Linked DNA regions of Sus scrofa: region 2 is linked to region 1. Evidence: chromatin contacts called from public Hi-C data. All regions are on one chromosome and are shown on one strand. Each heading gives the region's core, a stretch centred on a gene start, on an enhancer-like site or on the middle of the called end of the contact. The rest is flanking DNA. Distances are from core to core; before and after follow the strand shown. Region 1 has its middle 170 kb from the start of TMEM144. Region 2 overlaps FAM198B (protein FAM198B).

The links. Hi-C and Micro-C count contacts between places; a contact is called where the count stands out from the background.
Region 2: a contact with region 1 is called in a Hi-C map of fetal heart ventricle, with 3 times the contacts expected there. The contact joins two enhancer-like sites. A contact is called at or near these places in 6 of 47 Hi-C or Micro-C datasets (embryonic fibroblasts, fetal heart ventricle, heart right ventricle and 3 more) and 1 of 2 datasets of contacts at active chromatin or transcription factors (skeletal muscle).

What each region holds. Positions count from the first base shown.
Region 1 is chr8:46,961,896-46,965,674 of Sscrofa11.1, reverse strand. No RefSeq gene overlaps it. Among named protein-coding and RNA genes, the nearest start is that of TMEM144, 170 kb to the left of the region's middle. Within about 2 kb of position 1,609, at least 2 of the 83 cell types and tissues checked have an H3K27ac peak or open chromatin away from gene starts, as enhancers often do.
Region 2 is chr8:47,088,124-47,092,171 of Sscrofa11.1, reverse strand. All of the region lies in intron 2 of FAM198B (protein FAM198B), which reads left to right. Among named protein-coding and RNA genes, the nearest start is that of TMEM144, 44 kb to the left of the region's middle. Within about 2 kb of position 2,706, at least 18 of the 83 cell types and tissues checked have an H3K27ac peak or open chromatin away from gene starts, as enhancers often do.

The DNA of each region.
Region 1 (3,779 bases), core at 360-2,859:
ACCCACATAGCAACTCATGGCAATGCCAGATTCTCTGACCCACTGAGTGGGGCCAGGGATCAAAGCCGCATCCTCATGGACACTAGTCAGTTTCGCTACCACAGGGGGAACTCTATTTTCTTTTGAGGTGAAACATAACAGTCTATCTTTGATACAGAATACCTCTGCCTCATTTGGATATTCAGGATAAAATTAGTAAAGATTGATATTAAAAATCTAGCACTTCTCTCAGGGATACCAGGCAGATGCAGACTCAGCATCAAGCTCAGGCCTCTGATGATGTGCTTGTCTTCATCTCATGGGTGTGCTAGAGGGTCCATCTATGCGTCCAGCTGTGGCACCTCTGGATACAGAGATTTTTGGGGATAAAAAGTATTTGCTTTGCATACATTCAATACACAAGGACTGATTAGGTTCAGAACACCATAATAAAATGTGGGAAAAGAGAAGAATGGAAGTCACAGCCAATTTGTTCATTCAATGATGACATCTGCTGGACAATGTATCTATCACAGGCCCTCCACCCTCCCACTCCCAAGACTACTCATTTTTCGTAGTATGAAAGTTAACTGCTTACCACACCTATTATCTTCTCCATATACTCTGGACTGTGCGCTATTTGTATCTCACCACTTTGCATCCAGAACTTCCCCAGCCATGGCTGGATACACACAACAGTTAATTGAATATGCCGGATTAGAACTCAGTCAAGAATTACTTACTGAAACTAACCCTGAGCAAAGAATCACACCTGGGATGAGGTCCCTGTGAAATTCCCCATCCTCTCAAAAATATCTGATTTTTCACTGTTTGACTCTTTCAAATTGCCTTATACTGCCTGAAATTTACTTTCTATATTACAGATAATTTTTTTAGGGTTAATAATAAACACAATAATTTTTATCTCTATACACCAAACTTACATACATAGAGCCAATGTAAGAAAATAAAACATTTCTAATATCCTCTTAAGGCATCGTGTGAAAAATGACACTGAAATAAATCAAACATGCCACCCAGATGAACAGATATACAACTCTTGGAAATCAACTAAGAAAATTTAAATCAACTTTCATTCTAATTGAAAACTCTAAATTAAGGAATAGTGCTACCCACCTCCAATTTTCTTTTCTTTAATGTTTTATTGTCATTGATTTACAACATTCTGTCAATTTCTGCCGTACAACAAAGTGACCCAGTTATACATATGGAATGAAGCACTTAATGTACTTGCATGCACAGTGAGTATATAGTTTTGAATAATCTCAATAAGTGCACAATATGTATTCATGAGGTGATATAATGCTTCTTGGTTTGATAAGGCATTACTTAAAGAATTTCTTTTGGCACTCCAAAGAAATGCTTACCGATAAGACAACAGATGTTATATTTAAAATTAACCTCAAATAAAAATAGCAGGTGTGAAAACAAAAGTCAAGTGGGATTTATCTCTTGCTCCCTCCCTCTCTTGTCTCTGTCTCTTTAACTTGCTTTCTTTCCTTCCGTTATTTATAGGAGACAATTTTTATCCTTACACATTCATGCTCTCAACAAATATTCAACAAGTACCTATTATGCAATATTTCTATACAATAGTGTTCTGAGGTTTGGGCAATTTTATACATTTTGAATTAATTTTTTTTGAGTTTTTAGTGCATTCATGGAGTTCAAAAATCTACATTATATATATATATATATATGCATTTATATATATAGTCATTGATCCTGTCCCTGGCCACCCTGTATTGACTGAACATTCTTACGGAACTGTGTTTTATAAGTTCCTGTGTAACCTTCTCTATATAAATACAGGCAAATACATACCATTAATTACCTCCCTAAACAAAGGATATGGCTCTGTTACATACCTTAACTATGATCTTTGTTTGTTTGTTTTTTACTTAACTATGTATCCTGGAAAATTTCCATATCAGGGTATAAAAACCTTCTTCATTATTTAAAAATTCTTCACATATGTAGCTATACTATAGTTAATTTAATCCATCCCATTTAGATGGACATGACTAATTGTCATTGGATCGTTTGCTAACAGACAAGTACTGCAAAAAAATAACTTTCTATGTAAAAAATAATTTTAGGTGTTTCTGCAGGGAAAATTCCCATAACAGTGGCTGGACAAAAACATTTTAAATTTTGTTAGGTTTCATCAAATTCCCCTCAAGATAGGTTATGGTATTTTGTACTCCCATTAAGAATGAATGGGGAGTTCCCGTCTTGGTGCAGTGGAAACGAATTTGACTAGGAACCATGAGGTTGCGGTTGGATCCCTGGCCTTGCTCAGTGGGTGTTGCTGTGAGCTGTGGTGTAGGTTGCAGACATGGCTCGGATCTGGCATTGCTGTGGCTGTAGAATAGGCCAGCAGCTGTAGCTCTGATTGGATCCCTAGCCTGGGAACCGCCATTCCTCGTGGGTGAGGCCCTAAAAAGGCAAAAGACAAAAGACAAAAAAAAAAAAGAAAAAAAAAAAGAATGAATAGAAATGCTTTTATTTTCATATATGCTGACCAACAGAGTGTATTGTCATTTTTTTTTTTTTTTTTTTTTTTTTTTTTTTTTTTTTTTTTTTTTTTTTTTTTTTGTCTTTTTGCTTTTTTAGGGCTGCTGCCTGCGGCATATGGAGGTTCCCAGGCTAGGAGTCTAATCCAAGCTGTAGATGCAGGCCTATGCCAGAGCCACAGCAATGCGGGATCTGAGCCTCTTCTGCGTCTGTGACCTACACCACAGTTTATGGCAATGCCAGATCCTTAACCCACTGAGCGAGGCCAGGGATGGAACCTTCAGCCTCATGGTTACTAGTCAGATTCATTAACCACTGCGCCACAACGGGAACTCCATTGTCAAATATTTTGAATTTTGATAAATATTATAGGTAAAATTATCATAATATTTTAACTAAGATTTAATTTATGGTGAATGAGATTGCAAAGTTTTCATTATTTCTCAGGGGATCTTTTCATTTGATTTTCAATGACCTGTTCATGTCTTTGCTGTGTTTTCTCTTGGGTTATTGGCTTTTTTTCTTGGTTTCTAGGTATTTACATACTTGAGAGATTACACTTTGTCTGAAACAATGTTATTTTTATTTTTAGGTTGGCTAAATGTCTTTCTTTTGCTTATGATAACATTATGATCAGTTTTTCTTTTTTCTTTTTGGATGTACCTGCAGCATATGGAAGTTCTTGAGCCAGGGATCAAATCTGAGCCCCAGCTGTGACCTATACCACACACAGCTGCAGCAGTGGTAGTCCATAATCCACTGTGCCACAATGAAACCTCCTGATTAGTTTTTCTTATACTGGTATTAAAACAAACAAAATAAACAAACAAACAAAACCTCTTCTCACTTAACTTAGACTTCTGCATTTTAATGATGAGAAAGTTCTTTCTCCACTCCAAGGCTATCAAAAATGCATCTATGTTTATTTTTGATAACTTTATGGTTTCATGCTTGAAGTTAGTTGATTTTTATTCTATTGATAACTAATCTTGGAGTTTCCAATTTAGGAGTTATATTATCTGTAAAGAGTGTAGATTTTACTTTACTCTTTCATATTTTAAAACTTGTGATTAAAGAAAATTTTTCTACTACAACTGCAATGACCAGTGCCTCTAGCTCCTTGTTCATTGGTCATGTAGAAGTGAACCTTCTCTTCTTCTGGCCTCCAGTGTTGCTGTGCTGGTTTCTGGGATTGACCTGTCTGTGGACACCTGTGTGCCTATGTATGTGCTAATGAGTATTTCAGTGATTTTGATTTTGTG
Region 2 (4,048 bases), core at 1,457-3,956, 130 kb before region 1:
GAGGACCATCCCTGTGGTCTCTTACCTCACACTGTAATGTGATAATGAATTTTTTGGAAGAGGAACAATGGATGCGATTCAGGTATGTATTTCTCTGATGATCTGGCTTGGTCTAGGAGTTGAGTTTCAGTATCTGGGAGGGTGGGTAGCCAGCAGATCCTATTATTAATCTGCCCTGAGTGTTGCATGTGTTCTCTGATTTTGGATGAATATTTGTGAAAATAAATTCATGCTGGGTACCAAGAACATAGCCAGTCTGAATTGCGTGTTGAATATAGATATTTATCTCAGTTCATCTTTCAAAGAAACCTATGCAGTACACTTTTTTTTAACTTCAATTTTGAGGTGAAATAAAGGTAAGAAGTTCACGCTATGAGTTAATTGTCCAAAAAGAATTCCAGCCCTTGTCTTATAACTTCCAAGTCTTTCCTCTTTCTTCTTTCCTCACCAGTTGTTTTAGGGTCTTTAAGGTATACGTTCTTTCTTCATCACCACAGCCTATTTATGTGTCTTGTTTCCTAACATAACGCAACCCCAACGACCGGCACACTGCTGAACAGATCCAGGCTGTTGGCACATTTTACATCTCAGGGAGACAACAAGCTTAACCACAGCAAGAGTAATAGTGAATGTTACCACACACCAGGCACTGTTTAAGTACTATGCACATATTATCTCATTAAATCTTCTTAAACTTTTTATGTGGTGGATGCTCTAGGAGAGACAGTTTGTGGATGTAGAAGTAGAGACCCAGTGGAATTAAGGATCTTTGCTCAAAGTCATACAAATTACCTGGATGTTAAAAGGATACATAAATGCAAAGGGAGGGAGGTATAAAAGAGCATCAGGTGCTATGATATGCTCTGCCAGCCTCAGGCTCTCAGATGAAGCTTTCTGTTTATTTAGTCCAAAAGCAAAAGGCCGCAGGTATAAAGCTCATCTTTAGGTATTTATTTGTAAAACTGGCATAGTTGATCCTATCAGCCCAGAGCCACTAGCCCCTAGCTCAGGGACAAGTTCTTGGTTCTTTTTTTTTTTTTTTTTTCTTTTTATGGCCACACCTGCAGCACAGGGAAGTTCCCAGGCTAGGGGTCGAATCAGAGCTGCAGCTGCAACATATGCCACAGCCATGGGAACACCGAATCTGAGCCACATCTGTAAACTGCACTGCATCTTGCAGTAACACCAGATCCTTAACCCACTGAGCGAGGCCAGGGGTTGAACCCACATCCTCACAGTTACTGTTGGGTTCTTAACCTGCTGAGCCACAATAGGAACTCCTGGTACAGGAGTTGTATAACTTAATGAATTCTAGATGACTCCCCTTGAAAGCAAGAATATATAGATATATGAAATTAGCAGGCTTATCGGTCCTATACTATAGATCAGACCATTTTCTAACGGTGTCACTCTAAAGACATTCCAGAAAATGAGAAGGGTATACTCAGGGAAGGGCAAGGTTGTAATTAGGAAGCGAGGGCCAGTGTGCTGTGCTACAAAATCCAGCCATGATCAGTGGACCAGAGTCTCATCCTATATGTGTCTTTGTGGGAAACGCAAAAGTGAATTGAAATCTAGCATCGAGGACCTTTTTATAAAGTCCACATTTGCAATAAGGAAATATTTTTCTACTGTAAATCTGCAAAAACTCTTGTGGGTCTATACTGCATTTGGTGACTTTGCCTATTTGTGTCACTTAACAATTTCACACAGCAGATAATATTGATACTTTAAGCATGGGAATCCTGAGGCTTGGTGATGGTGTGAAATTCATCTAAGGACACATAGGTAGTGAGCAGTGGAGCTGGAATTTGTACCCAATTCTGCCTGATACTAAAGTCTCCTCCTGTTGCTTCTCTTAAAGCACATTACCTCCCAAATATAACTTGATGTGGTTATGGTAGAGTAACAACAATGTTTACATTGTAACATCATTTCCAGTTTTTCATTATGCACATTTCTATTCGCCTTTTTCTTCAAATCAACAATTTTAACATATTTTTACTCAAGGGAGGTGTGACACTGCACTGAATACTGCGACACAGGTTGTCTTTTTAATTTAAAAAAATTTTTAAAAAGTTATAGTCGATTTATACTGTGGTACCTATGGCAATGTGTATACACACACACACACACACATCTATATATATCTATATCTATATATATATATATAGGTACACACACATATATATTCCCGTTCTTATATTATCTTCCATCATGTCTTTCTCTTTCTGACTTACTTCACTTAGTATGAGAATCTTTAGTTGCATCCATGTTACTGCAAATGGCATTATTTTGTTGTTTTTAAGATACAATCCAATTTTTACCAGATTTTCTTGTTTTATCATAAATAATCATTTGTATATAAATATGACCAAACCTATTAGTACATTTTCTGCCAAACTGTCCTTGGGAAAATCATCAGTCATGACGAAGGTTACCAAATATTATGTGGTGCTGATACATTTAGATAATTTTTAACAAAATATTTTGAACTACTTATCTCAGACAAGACAAAGCAGACTATGTCCATGTGAAAGTCAAGAGCAGAAGAGCCCAGCACCCCTGTGATCTTCCATTTAGCAGCTTGGCCAAGCTTCCCAGCAATCTGCATGGAGATGGGAATGAATCCTGAGGGCTACCATTTTGGTAGCATTTAAGCATCGTGCTATTTTTCATGCCCAGCATGGAAGATGCATTATGTGTGCTTTATTTTTAGGATGTTGCTTCATTGCCACAGAGCTGTCAGACTGAATTAAGGTAGCCTCGTTCCAGGAATTCTGTATGTGAAGGCTGCTTGGATGACAAACTGCAGGCACCCCACCAACTTTCATTTAGATTCGTTGTAGATCCCCAGTTGCTTACTGCTTTCTGACTTGCACTGCCTCATCTTATCATAAAGTAGGAGACATCCAGGGTGTATTTTCCACTCTCTTTTTGAGTACATGTGAGTAGTGCTGTCAGTTGGAGGTGTGACTGCCAGAGCAGGGGGACGGCAACTGTACATTTCATGTTGTCCAAGGCTCTCAGGTAAGGATAGAGAGGAAGTTATGAGAATAACCCAGATACCCCCACAATTTGGAAGCACTTTTACCTCAAAACCCTAGAAATCTTGGACATGGGTGCCAACTTTCTTAAAATATCTATTCAGGAGCATAAGAGTCATGTCTTATTTCTGCAAATCTGTATTGAAACCTCATTGTGTTCTTTATCAGAAAAGCCCCAGGGATATTTCTTTAACAGTCACATTGAGCTGGTCAGCTTAATACTTTCACTTTCATTTATTACTGCACAAAAATTTACTGAGTGTGGGCTCCAAGTGGTGCTAGGCTCTGCTGCCCAATTGTTTGTTCATTACCTACCTTCCTCAGCAAGGTGGAGGAACTGGGAAACCCTCTCTGCTGTGCCTCTGGGCCATGTCCCCTGATCTCCTGTGAGGCTGGAAGAGAATGGACAGTATGTGGCAGTTGCCATGGTGCTCACGGCCTAAAAATGCTTGTTCCTCCATTCCATACAATCTATTCCCTTCTACAGCATCCTATTTATCTTTTCTTCTTTTGAGAAATATTTATTGAGCATTTGCTGTATGTAAGCCACTCTTGTAGTCATTGGCAACTATGTCAGTAGACAAAACAGTCAAGAATCCTGTCTTCATGGAGCCAGACTACACAAAAGCTCTGTGGCCTGGGAGGGGATCTTCCTATGGCCACTGATTTCAAATTTCTCAGCACCAGCCTGAGCCCAAGGTTATGACGTTTTCATTAGACCTGCTCTGCTGGAGTCTCTCAGTTGGTTTGAGGACCACACAGAAGCTGACCTCAGTTAATGGGCAAATATTGACATTTGGGTTGAATTCAGTTGCATGTTAGCATTTACTTTCTGTGTGTGAGGCACTGCTCTCAACATGAGGGTGAAGCTGTCTGGTTTCTAATTTAGATAGCTTTACAGTTAAGAGTGGGGGCTGGCATTTCGGTTTGCTAGAACTTCCATCACAAATACCACAAACAGAGGGGCTTAAACAACAGGCATTTCTTTCTCACAGTTCTGG